Regions from separate parts of the Mus musculus genome. Here region 2 is linked to region 1. Evidence: chromatin contacts called from public targeted proximity ligation data. All regions are on one chromosome and are shown on one strand. The core of a region is the stretch at or near the end of the contact, and the rest is flanking DNA. Distances in the headings are between cores, read along the strand shown. Region 1 has its middle 50 kb from the start of Gm34076. Region 2 holds the start of Tjp2 (tight junction protein 2).

The links.
Region 2: a contact with region 1 is called in a targeted proximity ligation map of extraembryonic endoderm stem cells. A contact is called at or near these places in 1 of 39 promoter capture datasets (the 3T3-L1 cell line), 6 of 484 Hi-C or Micro-C datasets (the HL-1 cell line, Sertoli cells, bone marrow-derived macrophages and 2 more) and 5 of 130 datasets of targeted methods (embryonic stem cells, epiblast stem cells, extraembryonic endoderm stem cells and 1 more).

Annotation. Positions count from the first base shown.
Region 1 is chr19:23,964,298-23,970,135 of GRCm38.p6, reverse strand. No RefSeq gene overlaps it. Among named protein-coding and RNA genes, the nearest start is that of Gm34076, 50 kb to the right of the region's middle.
Region 2 is chr19:24,220,576-24,227,027 of GRCm38.p6, reverse strand. It overlaps Tjp2 (tight junction protein 2), which reads left to right and starts at 2,002. Exons shown (of 24, transcript NM_001376368.1): 1 at 2,002-2,177.

The sequences.
Region 1 (5,838 bases), core at 1,581-4,080:
GGATAGATGTTTGTATAATTTAGCAGTCTTAGTCAAAGGTTGGCCCATCATCACCTCGGCTTCTGAATTCTGAATTCTGAATTATGGCAGTTGTCAGAGGGCCCTGTCTGGTTCTGCTAAGATAGGTGATCTGCTCCAGGGTGTGTGCCTGCCCTCATCTCATGGGTGGTCTACCCTGCCTACCCGGAATCCATGGTGCTGTAGGAGAAGGACCAGGATTTAGTGTTGGAGTTTCAAAGGGGGATGAAGTTAGTTAGGAGCCTCACTTCTCAGACACCTAGGCTGAGACCGTCAGGCAGCGTTCCAGCAGGAGTCTGGCCCAAAGTAAAGGAGACAGGCACAAAGTGCAGGTGGAGGTGCCGCTCATCCTGGGCCTGTTACCTCGTGAGCACAGGTGAGGATGGGCGCTTTGTAGGAAAGCATCTTTTCCATGCCTGGTAGGGTTGCAACCGTGTGTCTGTAGCCTTTTGAGCAATTTCTTTCAGTTGGACATACGCACCTCAGCTTCCTCCATGTCTTTTTATAGTTTCATAATACAACCCCCTTTAAAATTATTATAGTCCATAGTCATGGCATCCGCTGTGCAGGTCCTTTGTGTCATGTAAGTTAGAAGTCAGCATCGGCTAGGTCTAAAGTACAAGACAAGTGAACGGTTATTGCAGGGGAGTACATCGCTTTACTTAAGAGCCATGGGAGACTGCTTCATCTGCAGATCAGCCACGAACGAACGTGTGTATTTATTTCTATGGGGAAGGGTTAGAATAGGTTTGGGGGACACATTGCTCATCATTCAAAATGTGTCTGTCCTTGTATAGGAGTTAATCTAATCTCCACCGAGATTTTATTATCTAAAGTCTACCATGCTGGCCTGGAGAGATGTCTCAGCAGTAAAGGGTGACTGCTATTTTTCCAGAGTTCTGTTTCTAGTCTTCATGTTGGGAGCTTCAGGGGATCTGATGCCCCCTCTGGCCTCAGAGGGCACCTGCACACACTTGGCATCACACACACACACACACACACACACACACACACACACACACACACGACAGGGGCTGGGGGTGGGGAAGGTTTGTTGAAGCTCCTTGGAACAAGGACAGTCTGGTTGGATTGACACTCACCTTGGCAGTTACTGGCCCTAACCAGTTTGCCCTTGCCTCCTTGCTTTTGTTTGCTTTCTTGAGTGTCCGGGTTTCAGCAGGATCTACAGATTCCCTGGCTCAGCCTTAAAACAAAACAACAACAACAAAAAAGATCTTTCAGATTAACTTTCAAAACTCCTCTGTTTGTGTTCTGACCTTAATCTTGTTTCTGGGTTACACTGGTTTGCATTGGTCTGAGGCCCACTTGAGTCTAAGTCACCTGTCTCCCCTGAACCGGTTTTCTATGGTGTTCGCCTGGACATTGAAGAGGAGACTGGAAGGGAGCAGGAGCAAGTAGGCACTGGCCCCACACACCCGGTACCTCCTCTCTGTATAGGAGGCTGTGAGTAACTGAAGATCCCTGGAGAGGCCTGCAGTGCCAAAGTCCAAGGCTCTTTAAATCCCTCAACATCAGAAGAACTGGAGCTGCCTCCAGCCTCTCCACGGGAGAGGAGATTTTGAGGCAAAACAAAGGAGCCTATCTCCACCTTTCCCTGGGCTGCCACAGCTGAGAACAACTGAGGGAGCCCCTGGAAAAGGCCTCAACACAGCCATCTTTGTTTACAAGGTGTTCCTCCCTGGGGCTTCTGAAAAGCAAGTCAGGCCTGCAGCCAGAAGGCAGCACTTTTCTTCCACTTCACTCAGCTAGTCACTCAACAGGTATTTACTGAGCTACAGGCTCCTAGGCAGAGGGCCAGGGGCTGAGGAGGCAAAGATAAGCAAGAAGAGAGAGGGCAATGCTGTTCACCTTGGCAGGTAGTGCATGCAGGTCATAGCAAGGAGACAAGTATTGAGAACAGGGAAAAAAAAAAAGGTTTAAAGGCAAGGTGCGCTTGGTGGGCATATGTGTCAAAAGAAGCAAACATTTTCTCCTTTAGAATTTCACAGGATGCTGTTGTTATAAACTCAAAATGTGACCTGTAGGTGACCCTGCTGTCAGAATGGCAGTACTCCCTGTTAAGAAGAAAAATTAGGAGGTCACCTGTTTTCAGTTCTTTCTCTAACCCTTTATTTCCCTCCTGCCTCCCACCCCAAATAAAAACAAGAAACACTAGAATTTATTTATATCTATTGATGTTGTAGGTCTAGATGGAAAAAACAAAAGTAAATGTCCCACTGCTCTTTTTTTTTTTTTTTTTTTTTAAGGCAAGGTGTGACTTTATTCAAGAGGGTCTGTAGTGAGGGAGAGAGGTCAGATTCAGCCCAACGACAGAGATTTCTAGTAGGGTGTGTGGTGGTAGTGTCCTGTTGCCGGGGTTAGAACCCAAAACTTGGTGCACGCTGGGCAAGTCTGCTCCTATGGAGCCACATTCCCAGCCTTCGGGTAATTCTTGATTTATCAATTCAATCAAATGATTGCAGAAGGCAGGTCAAAGTGAGAAGATGGAAGGCAGGCAGAGAATGAGGTATTGGTCAGACCGGAAGGGTGCAGTTTTCTTACTAAAATTGGACTAAGTACATCAGGGTAGAGTCTGAGCATCCAACAAGGAAACTTGAGAGGGCCAGGGGATTAAGAGGTTGCTCCAAGAGAGAATCTGCAGTCTGTGTCCTTTTCAGAGTAGGAAGCTCTGCCACCCACGCCTTGCCTCAGGCTTATGGTTTTTGAGTAGGGAGCTCCTCTTATCCCAGTAGCTGGCAAGCTCTCTTGTGTTTTGCCTTAACTAAAAGGCAAGAGGCAAACATTCAGGATGAATCATCGTCCTGCTCTTGCCAAGTGGCTGGAGGCCCCAGGTCTGCAGAGGCTTTTCCAGTGCCTGTTAGATACTGTGTGTGGATTCTAACCCAAAAAGAGGAATTCACAGTGGACTTGGGGGTGGGAGGACAAGAGGGAGAGAGGGGGCAGGGCACAAGAGACTTCCAAGCAAGGAGAATTGTCTTGTGAGCTGCTTTGCCTGTGTGCCTCAAGCCTGCTTGCAGAAGGTGAGCAGGTTTTTAACAGTGAACCTAAGAAGGGAGCTAGAGGCATCTAATCGGGAAGGCTGCTGCTTTATTTTGTAGCTCAGGAGCCCAAATATTCAATGAAAGAAATGTACTTGCTTGAGGTTACATAATTGCCAAGTGGTAGAACCGTAGTATCTATCTATTTTCTGCCTCAGTCATGAGCGATTGCTTGTTTCTCCAAGGACACTGATGGGTGGAACCTGGGAGGGAAGGAGAGTACTCAGAGACTCACGTGGAGTGGGAACACCAACCCCATGACATCACTTCTCTTTAAAACTTTTTTACATCTATATACATAATTACTTATGTATTTATTTCTTGTGTGTGCATGTGTATGGACACATTGCCGTGTATTTGTAGAGGTCAGAGATTACCCTGCAGAGGTTGACTTTCTCCTTCCACTGTGTGGGTCCCAGAGATTCGACTCAGGTCATCAGGCTTAGCAGCAAGCGCCTTGCGCAGGTGAGCCCTCTCGCTGGCCCAGCGTCTGTTTTAAAAAGAGTCACGATGACACCAAAGATGGATTGCCAGTCTGTAATCCCAGCATTTACAAAATGGAGATGAGTCATGAGTTCGGGCCAGTCTGAATTATGTAACAAGGCCCTGTCTACAAACAAACAAACGAAGTCTGACTTTATTATGTTTTTTAGAACTATATTATTATTATTACTACTACTATTACTATTATTATTATTAATTGCATTGGCTGGCGTTTCTTTTTTTATTTTTTATTAGATATTTTCTTCATTTACATTTCAAATGCTATCCCCTTTCCTAGTGTCCTCTCCGAAAATCCCCTATCCCCTTCCCCCTCCTCCTGCTCCCCAACCCACTCACTCCAGCTTCCTGGTCCTGACATTCCCTATACGGGCATAGGGCATAGAATCTTTGCAAGACCAAGGGCCCCTCCTCCCATTGATGGCTGACTAGGCCTTCCTCTGCTACATATGCAGCTAGAGCCACGAGCTCTGGGGGATACTGGTTAGTTCATATTGTTGTAGAGCTCCTATAGGGTTGCAGACCCCTTCAGCTCCTTGGGTGCTTTCTCTAGCTCCTCCATTGGGGGCCCTGTGTTCCATCCAATTGATGACTGTGAGCATCCACTTCTGTGTTTGCCAGGCACTGCCATAGCCTCACAAGAGACAGTACACTGTGGAGGAGCGTTGATAGTCCTTTTCCTGATCGTAGAGGAAAGATCCCTGATACTTTCTTACCTTTTTATTTTTAGAGACAGGGGCTCATGTAGTCCAGGCTGGCCTTGAACTTCTGAACTCCTGGTCTCCATGGCCACCACTTGTCAGGCACTGGTGTTACAGGCATGTGTCACCATGACTTCTTTAAGCAGTGCTGAGGATTGAGCCTTTCATACAAGCGAGGCGAGCACTTTACCAGCTGAGCTACATCCTAGGCTCCAAAGTATATATTATTCATATTAAGATGGGCCCATACTATGATATTAATGGGTTTCTATTGGCACAACTCTTGAATTATTGAACAAATCCCTCTAATTTGTGATGCATTATTTCTTAATGTAATGTTGGACTCTGCTAATATTTAGAAAATTCCCAATGGTATTTGTCAATGGTATTTGTCTGTATATGTTTTTTTACACTGACTTCCTCTTGTTTCCACATAGATATTATATTTGCTCTATAAAATTAGGATGTCTCCTTCCTTTTTTTTTTTTGTGCTCTGAAATACCTCAGAGCATTGGAATATCTGATCTTTGATACATTGATAGGGATGGTAGATTTCTTGTTTAGGTTCTTTTGTGGGGGGATAATTCTTCGATACATGTCTGTAATTGTGTAATATATATTCCTTCCACACCTGCTGGTACGTGCTTCTTAGGGCCTTCATTTCGGGGAGACTCCTGTGTCATTTAAACTTATATTAAGTAAACTTGTATAGTTTGATTTGTTTATTTATTTATATTTGTCTTGCTTATGAGCCCATGTATGATGAAGAGTTTCACCCCCCCCTAAGATTTCTTTTGAAGCCCACCACAGTGATACTGGGTGCCCAGAGGCACTTAAGGATTTATCCTTGCTGGGGTTTGTCACAAAGGGCAGTTGGGAGTAGGACGCTGCTGTCCTTCAGAATGGCCCAGACAAGCAGCTGCCTGCATTTACACACTCAGCATGTGCTTTCTGATATCAGTCGGGCACAATCCCAGATACTGGGTGCTATGGTTGATGGAACTAAGCAGCGAATTCCGACAAAATCAGAGACCGTGCAACAGGTCTGTGGGAGGCTTCCTAAAGGGAGGGGTAAAGGGAAACAGCTGCCTCTGGGAGAAGGAAGGGAAGTGGGGAGGAAAAGTGAGGCATTTTAATTAGGGCTGTGGCACATGTGCAGGAGGAGAGGCTATAGAGGACGAGCGGCAGAGGCAACAATGGGAATATGTCATCTCTGGAGAGCTAGTGATGACCGGTCTTGCTGTCACCAGGGACCCCGGGGCTGACCATGAAGGTGCCTGATGGTCCAGGTCCTTCAGGGCTGGCAGTGGAGATGCCTGACTGCTAACGGTGGTGAGTGTGAAAGGTTCCCTGAAGTCTCATGTGCTTGAACACTTAATCCCCAGCAGGGCCAATAGCCTGGCCCCGGAGGGTTGGGTCACACAAGGAGGGCTTTAAGGGTATATCCACTCCTGGCTCTGACCTATACTCTGTTTCCTGTTATCTAGGTGCTATAAGCTCACCCTTGTCCCCACACCGTTTCTCCAGGCCTCCATATCTGCCCTGTAAGATGGACTGAA
Region 2 (6,452 bases), core at 753-3,252, 260 kb before region 1:
CACTCTCTTCTTCTCCTCTTCCCTCTCTGTCCCTTCTCTCCCCATTCCTCTCCCCCTCTTTCTCCACATGTTAATGGCTGGCCTCTGCTCCTCTTCTCGCTCTCTTTATCTCTCTCTCTCTCTCTGTCTCTACTCTCTCGACTCCTCATGCTCTAAATAAACTCTATTCCATGCTATATCTGTCATATGGCTGGTACCTCAGGGGGTTGGGATGCCTCAGCATGGGCCCAGAGTCACCCCTTCACCGTACCTCACCCTACAAACATATTCCAAGTTCTTTCTCTCTCTCTGTCTCTCTCTCTTTTTTAAAAACACAACAGCAGTGTTCACCCCATTATTCCAGTACTTGGGAGGCTGAGGCAGGAGGATTACCCCAAAATTGGAACCAGCAGGATTGCATGGAAGGGCCATTAGGGCCATAGTAACTAAGACCTCAACTCAAAAAAAGAAAAAGCAAATTCATGGGTAGGTGTTTTTCCTTTCTTAGTAAATGGAGGCACAATTGGTATGCTTTTATTTGCTTAACAGTTTGCTTGTGCTCATTTTTCTTAAAGTGATACTTTCTTAAAGCCTGAGCCTTCAGGTTTGATCTTCCTTTGCCTGGGGCGTGTGTGTGTGTGTGTGTGTGTGTGTGTGTGTGTGTGTGTATTGGCAGGTCTGATAACACCTGTTCCTCAGGATCTGTCCATGTTGGTTTATAAGACCGGGTCTTTCATTTTTCGGGGGCTGGTAAATCCAAGGATCTGTCTCCCCAGCTCTGGGATTACAAATCTGTGCTACCACTCCTGGTTTCTCTTGTTGGGGTTTTGTTTTTGTTGTTGTTGTTTTTGTTCTTTTTTTTTTTTCCTTGAGAGAGTGTCTCAGTTGACATAGTTACTCCTGGCGAAAGGGTTTTGTGGGGAGGAGAGGGCGCTCGTGCGCGAAGTTGCCTGGAATAGAACCTCAGCATCCTTTACAGGATTTTTAAAAAAGCAAACTAAAATACTTAAAATTGCAACGCAGTGGGCAAGTGCGAGCATTCACACCGCACAACTATCACCACTATCCATCTCGCCATCACCACAACTTTTATCCTGTACCCTGGAATCTTCTTAGGATTTTTTTTCCCCCCTGAGACAGGGTTTCTCTGTGTAGCCTGGCTATCCTCGAACTCACTCTGTAGATCAGGCTGGCCTCGAACTCAGAAATCCGTCTACCTATGCCTCCCAAGGGCTGGGATTAAAGGCATACGCTACCACTATCCAGCTTTTCTTTTTATTTTTTTTTTTTTCTTTTTCTTTTCTTTTCTTTTTTTCTTCCTAGGATTTTTTAACCAGACTAGGTTAAATGGAAGGCGAACTTGCGCCCCGGGTGCAGCCTTGGGCACTAGGCACATTCCTCCTTCCCCGCGGTGTGACTAAGCAGGCTCTGGGCTTAGTGCTCCGCCCTCACCTATTGTCCCCCGAGAGGAACCGGTATTTCCGGATTGGAGCCTCAGAGCCAGAGAACCAGGGAGGTTGGAGGGGGAGGGGGATTGAAATTGATCTTAAAACTTATCTTTCACCGATACCATTACCCGTTTCTCTTCTTCCCCAAACAAAAATCAACCCGTTCCACTCCCCTACCGTATACATACAGTGACCCACAAACACCCTTCCCGTGGTTTCTGAGGGGTGACTGACCTTTCCTCGCCAGCACCTGCGGAAAGACTGAAAGCAGATCTGGGCACGAATTAGATAAACCCTGCGAATGTTTATACTCTTGAGCCGAAGCTTGGGGGTTTTGCTGAGAAAAGAGGCGGAAGCGTCGCTCAATCCCTGCCCCACCGCTGGGTGGCGCCGGTGAGGCCTCCCCCTCCGCCAACAGGACGACCCAAAGTGGCGCGAGCTACTTTTTTTTTTTTTTTCCGGGTCTGGAGGAAGCAGGTGATGGCCACCGCCCATCTACCCTCCCCCTAACCACACACACTCTAGATAGGCACTTGTCCCCCTTTCTTCTAGCCCTCCAAACAGGAAATAGGTTGAGTCACAACAATACCCAGGAACGGCCGGTGGCGGAGGTCACTGGCTCCCGCCTGCTGCGGCAGCCCGCGGCACTCCGCCTCCGGACAGGCGCTGCCCGCGCTGCGCCGCCCGACGCCTGGGACCGTCGCTTTCTGCGCGCTGACTCTGCTGGCTGCCGCCGCCCCCCTTCTCCAGGCGAGTACCTGCGGCTCTGTCCCTCCCGGGGTACAAGATTGCTCTGGAGCCTTGGCTCGCCGCGGGGCAGCGTGCGTGAACGCCGGTTGTCCCCGTGGGGTTTGGGATGTGATTTCTTGAGCACTGCTTTTTGCGTGCGTACTTCCATCTCCCACCCTTGGGCAGCCTCGCATCACCGGGGTTGACTTAGGGTCACCCGGGATCTGAGTTTACGCCGCTGCTACAGGTGCCTGGCTCCTCCTTGTCCTTCCAGGCGGGGACATTGTTTCGCTCCCGCAGAGCGTCTCTTCTGCTAGATTCAGAGGGCCTTTGGGTTTCTGTTGGCAGCGATGGTATCTAAGGGGTGGGTGACCTGAACGGGCGCGGAGCGAGGGAAAGCTGGTGTCTGTGTGCAGGTGGGGGCGATCCTGGTGACCATGAGTCTGCCCCCTCCCCCGCCGCCGACAGGAAAACAGTCCCGTCGCTTTGTGAAACATTTAATTCGACTTTGTGTGTGTGTGTATATATATATTTGGGGTCTTTCGACTCTTTTATAAAGGACGAGCCGAGTTGTCAACACAGGGCGTTGTCAGCTCTCCAGGGCTGCTTTCCGTGGCTTTTCTATGGGACTCTCAGTCAAAGCCGAGTTGGAGATTTTTATGTTGGAAAAAGGCCACCGAATGCCAAGCATTCTCCGAGCTTGAAAAGGGTGTTTTCCAGGCTGCTGCAGTGTGCGAGAGGGTTTCTGAGCTACTGTCTCTGAGTTGTCCACCGCGCCTTCCCAGGTCCGCAGGTGTGCGGGTTCTGTTCAGAGGCTCCTCTGGCCTCTAAAAGTTTCCCGACTTTCCTAGTTCATTTGAAAGACCAGTTTCCTGGTAAGGAGAGAGGGATTCTGGGACATTGCCTGGGGGCCTCTTGAAAACCCAGGTTTCAGGCCGCACCCTAGACCTGTTAGCCCTGGGATCTATTTGCACTTTGACCTTTGGGAACCTTTGGCCCAAGAAAAGTGGCGGTGCCCAGCTAAGGAATGAATCACGTCGGACTCCTACTCAGCCTTAAATCTGAATGCTATTTTAAAAATGGGGACAGACAGTACAGCCACACTGGACCTACCCACTCCGCCCCCAGAGCCATTGGCTCTTTATTGAGATTTGAAGATATTTGGCTAACATATAAGGCTGCAGGTTTTTTTGTTTCTGGCCTTGAAATGTGCCTTAAAATGATACGGAACGTGAAATTGAGCATTTTAACCTTCCTAAATGTTAAGTTAAACGGCACCGAATGCCCTCAGTTTTCTTCAGGGGGCTGAGAATCCTGACTAGGAATGTAATAGGCAGAATAGATGCAACATTACTAAGTGGCCAAGGTAGGCTAGCTGCAGGATTCTGTTGTGTGCTTTCCATTAAGGAAGATAAAGAGCCAGGAGGGTTTTCTTTTGTCTAGACTGCAATGGAATGGAGTCACCTAGGGAGTGGACTCAGCCCGCATGAATTAACTAAGTATAGATTCCCCGAAATCTCTTAATTCCTCATTGCCTTGGTACTAAGTAATGAAACTGCACTTAAAAAAAAATTACAGGGCTGGAGAGATGGCCCAGAGGTATTAGCACTGACTGCTCTTCCAGAGGTCCTGGAGTTCAATTCCCAGCAACCACATGGTAGCTCACAACCATCTGAAATAGGATCTGGTGCCTTCTTCTGGTGTGTCTGAAGACAGTTACAGTGTACACATATGCATTAAATAAATAAGTCTTTAAAAAACTTACTTTTTATAACAGAGCTTGGTGGCACTCAGCTTTAATCTCAGCGCTCAGAAGACAGCAGGATGAATTCTGTGAGGTCCAGGCCAGCATGGTTACTAGCAAACTCTAGGCTAGCTAATGAGTGTTTTCTCCTACCTTATGGGTCCTGGGGTGGGAGGGAGCCTTAGACTTGGCTGCAAGCCCCTCTACTGCATGAGTCTTCATTGCTACCCCCACCTCCACCCCACCCCACCCCCTTGTGTGTGAGTGTGTGTGTGTGTGTGTGTGTGTGTGTGGTTGTGTGTATGTGTGGTATGTGTATGTGTTTGTGTGAGTGAGTGTATGTGTGTGTGTGGTATGTATAGTGTGTGTGTATGTGTGTGTGGTGTGAGTGTGTTTATGTGGTGTGTGTATGTGTGTGCTTGTGTGAGTGTGTATGTGTGTGTGTATGTGTGTGTGTGGTATGTGTGTGTTGTGTGTATGTATGTATGTGTGTGTATTGGTGTGTGTGTGTGTATGTGTGTGTATGTGTGTGTTTGTGTGTGTGTGTGGTGTGTGAGTGTGTATGTTGTATGTGTGTGTGTTGTGTGTGTGTATATGTGTGTGGGTGTGTGTGTGGTGTGTGTGCGGGTGTGAGCGCTGTATGCACCGGCATGTGGAAGCCAGAACTTGACATCAGGTGGCTTCCTACCTTCTATCCTGAGGCAATGTCTCTCTCTCACTTGAACCCAGAGCTTCCTGATTTGCCTGTCCAGCTCGCCAGCTTGCTCTGAGGGTCCCTGTCTTCGATTCCCAGTGAGATTACAGTCTGGGCTCTGCCCCACAGTTACTGTTGTCCACAAGTGAAGTTTGAGTGGCAAGTTCTTTACCCACTGAGCGGTCTCTCCAGTCCCTCCCCTACTTTCATATATATATATATATATATATATATATACACACACACACACACACACACAAACACACACACACACACACACACACACACACACACACACACACACATATATATATATATATTTATAGTAAAGTGTATATGGGTGTTTTGGTGTTTTGCCTGACTAAAAGTCTGTGAGCCGTGGTCTGTCTAGTGCTCTTGGAGACCAGAAGAGGGCATTGTATTCATTAACTTTGAGGTTACAAATATTGGGTTTTGGGGAAATCAAACCTAGGTCCTCTGGAAGAACAGCCAGCGCTCTTAACCACTGTGATGTCTCTCCAACACGCCGCCCTCCCCACTTCATTTAACACGGACTTTTAAGTTTTAAAAGTAGCCTGAATGAACTTTAAGAAAAAGCTTCTCTCCGCAAATATTGGAGCCACAGCAAGACTTGAGGGGACTAAAAAAAGATTTTAAATAGAAATTTAAAATATTTCCACCTGTTTTTAAAATATATTTGTAAAAGATTTATTTTATGTTTGTCTATGTGTCCATGTGTGGGTGTGTGCCCGATAAGACCGGAAGAGGGCGTTAGATCCCTTGGAGCTGTAGTTCAAAGACTGGGTGTGTTGGGAACCCAACCTTATAGAGTTCTGCACTTAACCTCTGAGCTCCAATCCCTTCCTGTTATGTTAATGTTCAGGGTGAGGGTCCAGTAGCCCCATCCACAGTAATAAGGATGTTTCTATAGCTTAGGAAATTGTTATAGTGATGAGTTGTTTTCATTTGTTAAAAGCTTCAGTTTGTGGTCTGGCGGCACATTTTCCATGAGAACATAAATGTGAACAGGTCTCAGAAGTCATTGTGATAGATCAAGAACATGACTCAGGACACACAGCAGACGGGGCGCAACGGTGCTGGGCACTTTAATAAATAACTGCCTAGTGGCAGGTCCTTCAAACAGGCTCCTTCTTTTCTTTCTTAAGACTCATGACTGATTGTGTTGGGACTTTCATCTGAAGGAGGTACGCACACGGAGGAAGGAGTTTACAGCTTCCTTTGATTGAAAAGTCCCTTTGAAATTGTTGACAATAACTCAGCCAAGATCTAGCAAGAAAGTCTGTCCATTCCCCGCCCCCCCCCCCCCCCCCCAGAGATTCCGGCATTCACAGCGTTCCAACCGCTAATTCTTCTTACTTCTGCAAGGCTGAGTGGAGCGGAGTTTCCCTCCTTTCTTAGAATAGCTTTGAAAACATACTGTAGTTTCATGTTTTATCTAGCGACAAATGCTGTTTTGTTTGCAGTCCACAGAGAAGGGGGAAAAATCTTTAGGAAACAACCGAGGAAAAATGTTATTAAAAATGAAAACCTGCCAAGTCTTTGGCTCACTAAATCCGGGGTTTATATTGGAATATGTAGGTGTAGGCACCTGTAGTGGTTCTCTTATATAAACAGGTTTAGGAGTCAACTCGGGAAACTGTGCATGCACACACACTTGAGTGGACATTCAAACTAAGACACTGTTTTAAACTTTATTATTTTATCAATTCTTATGTATGGGCCTTTTGCCCATGTATAGGCCAGTGCACCACATCATTTAGTGCCCTCAGAGGTCAGAAAGGGCATGTGGTGCGCAGATGTACATTTGAACAAAACACCCATACAGAAAGCAGAGGAT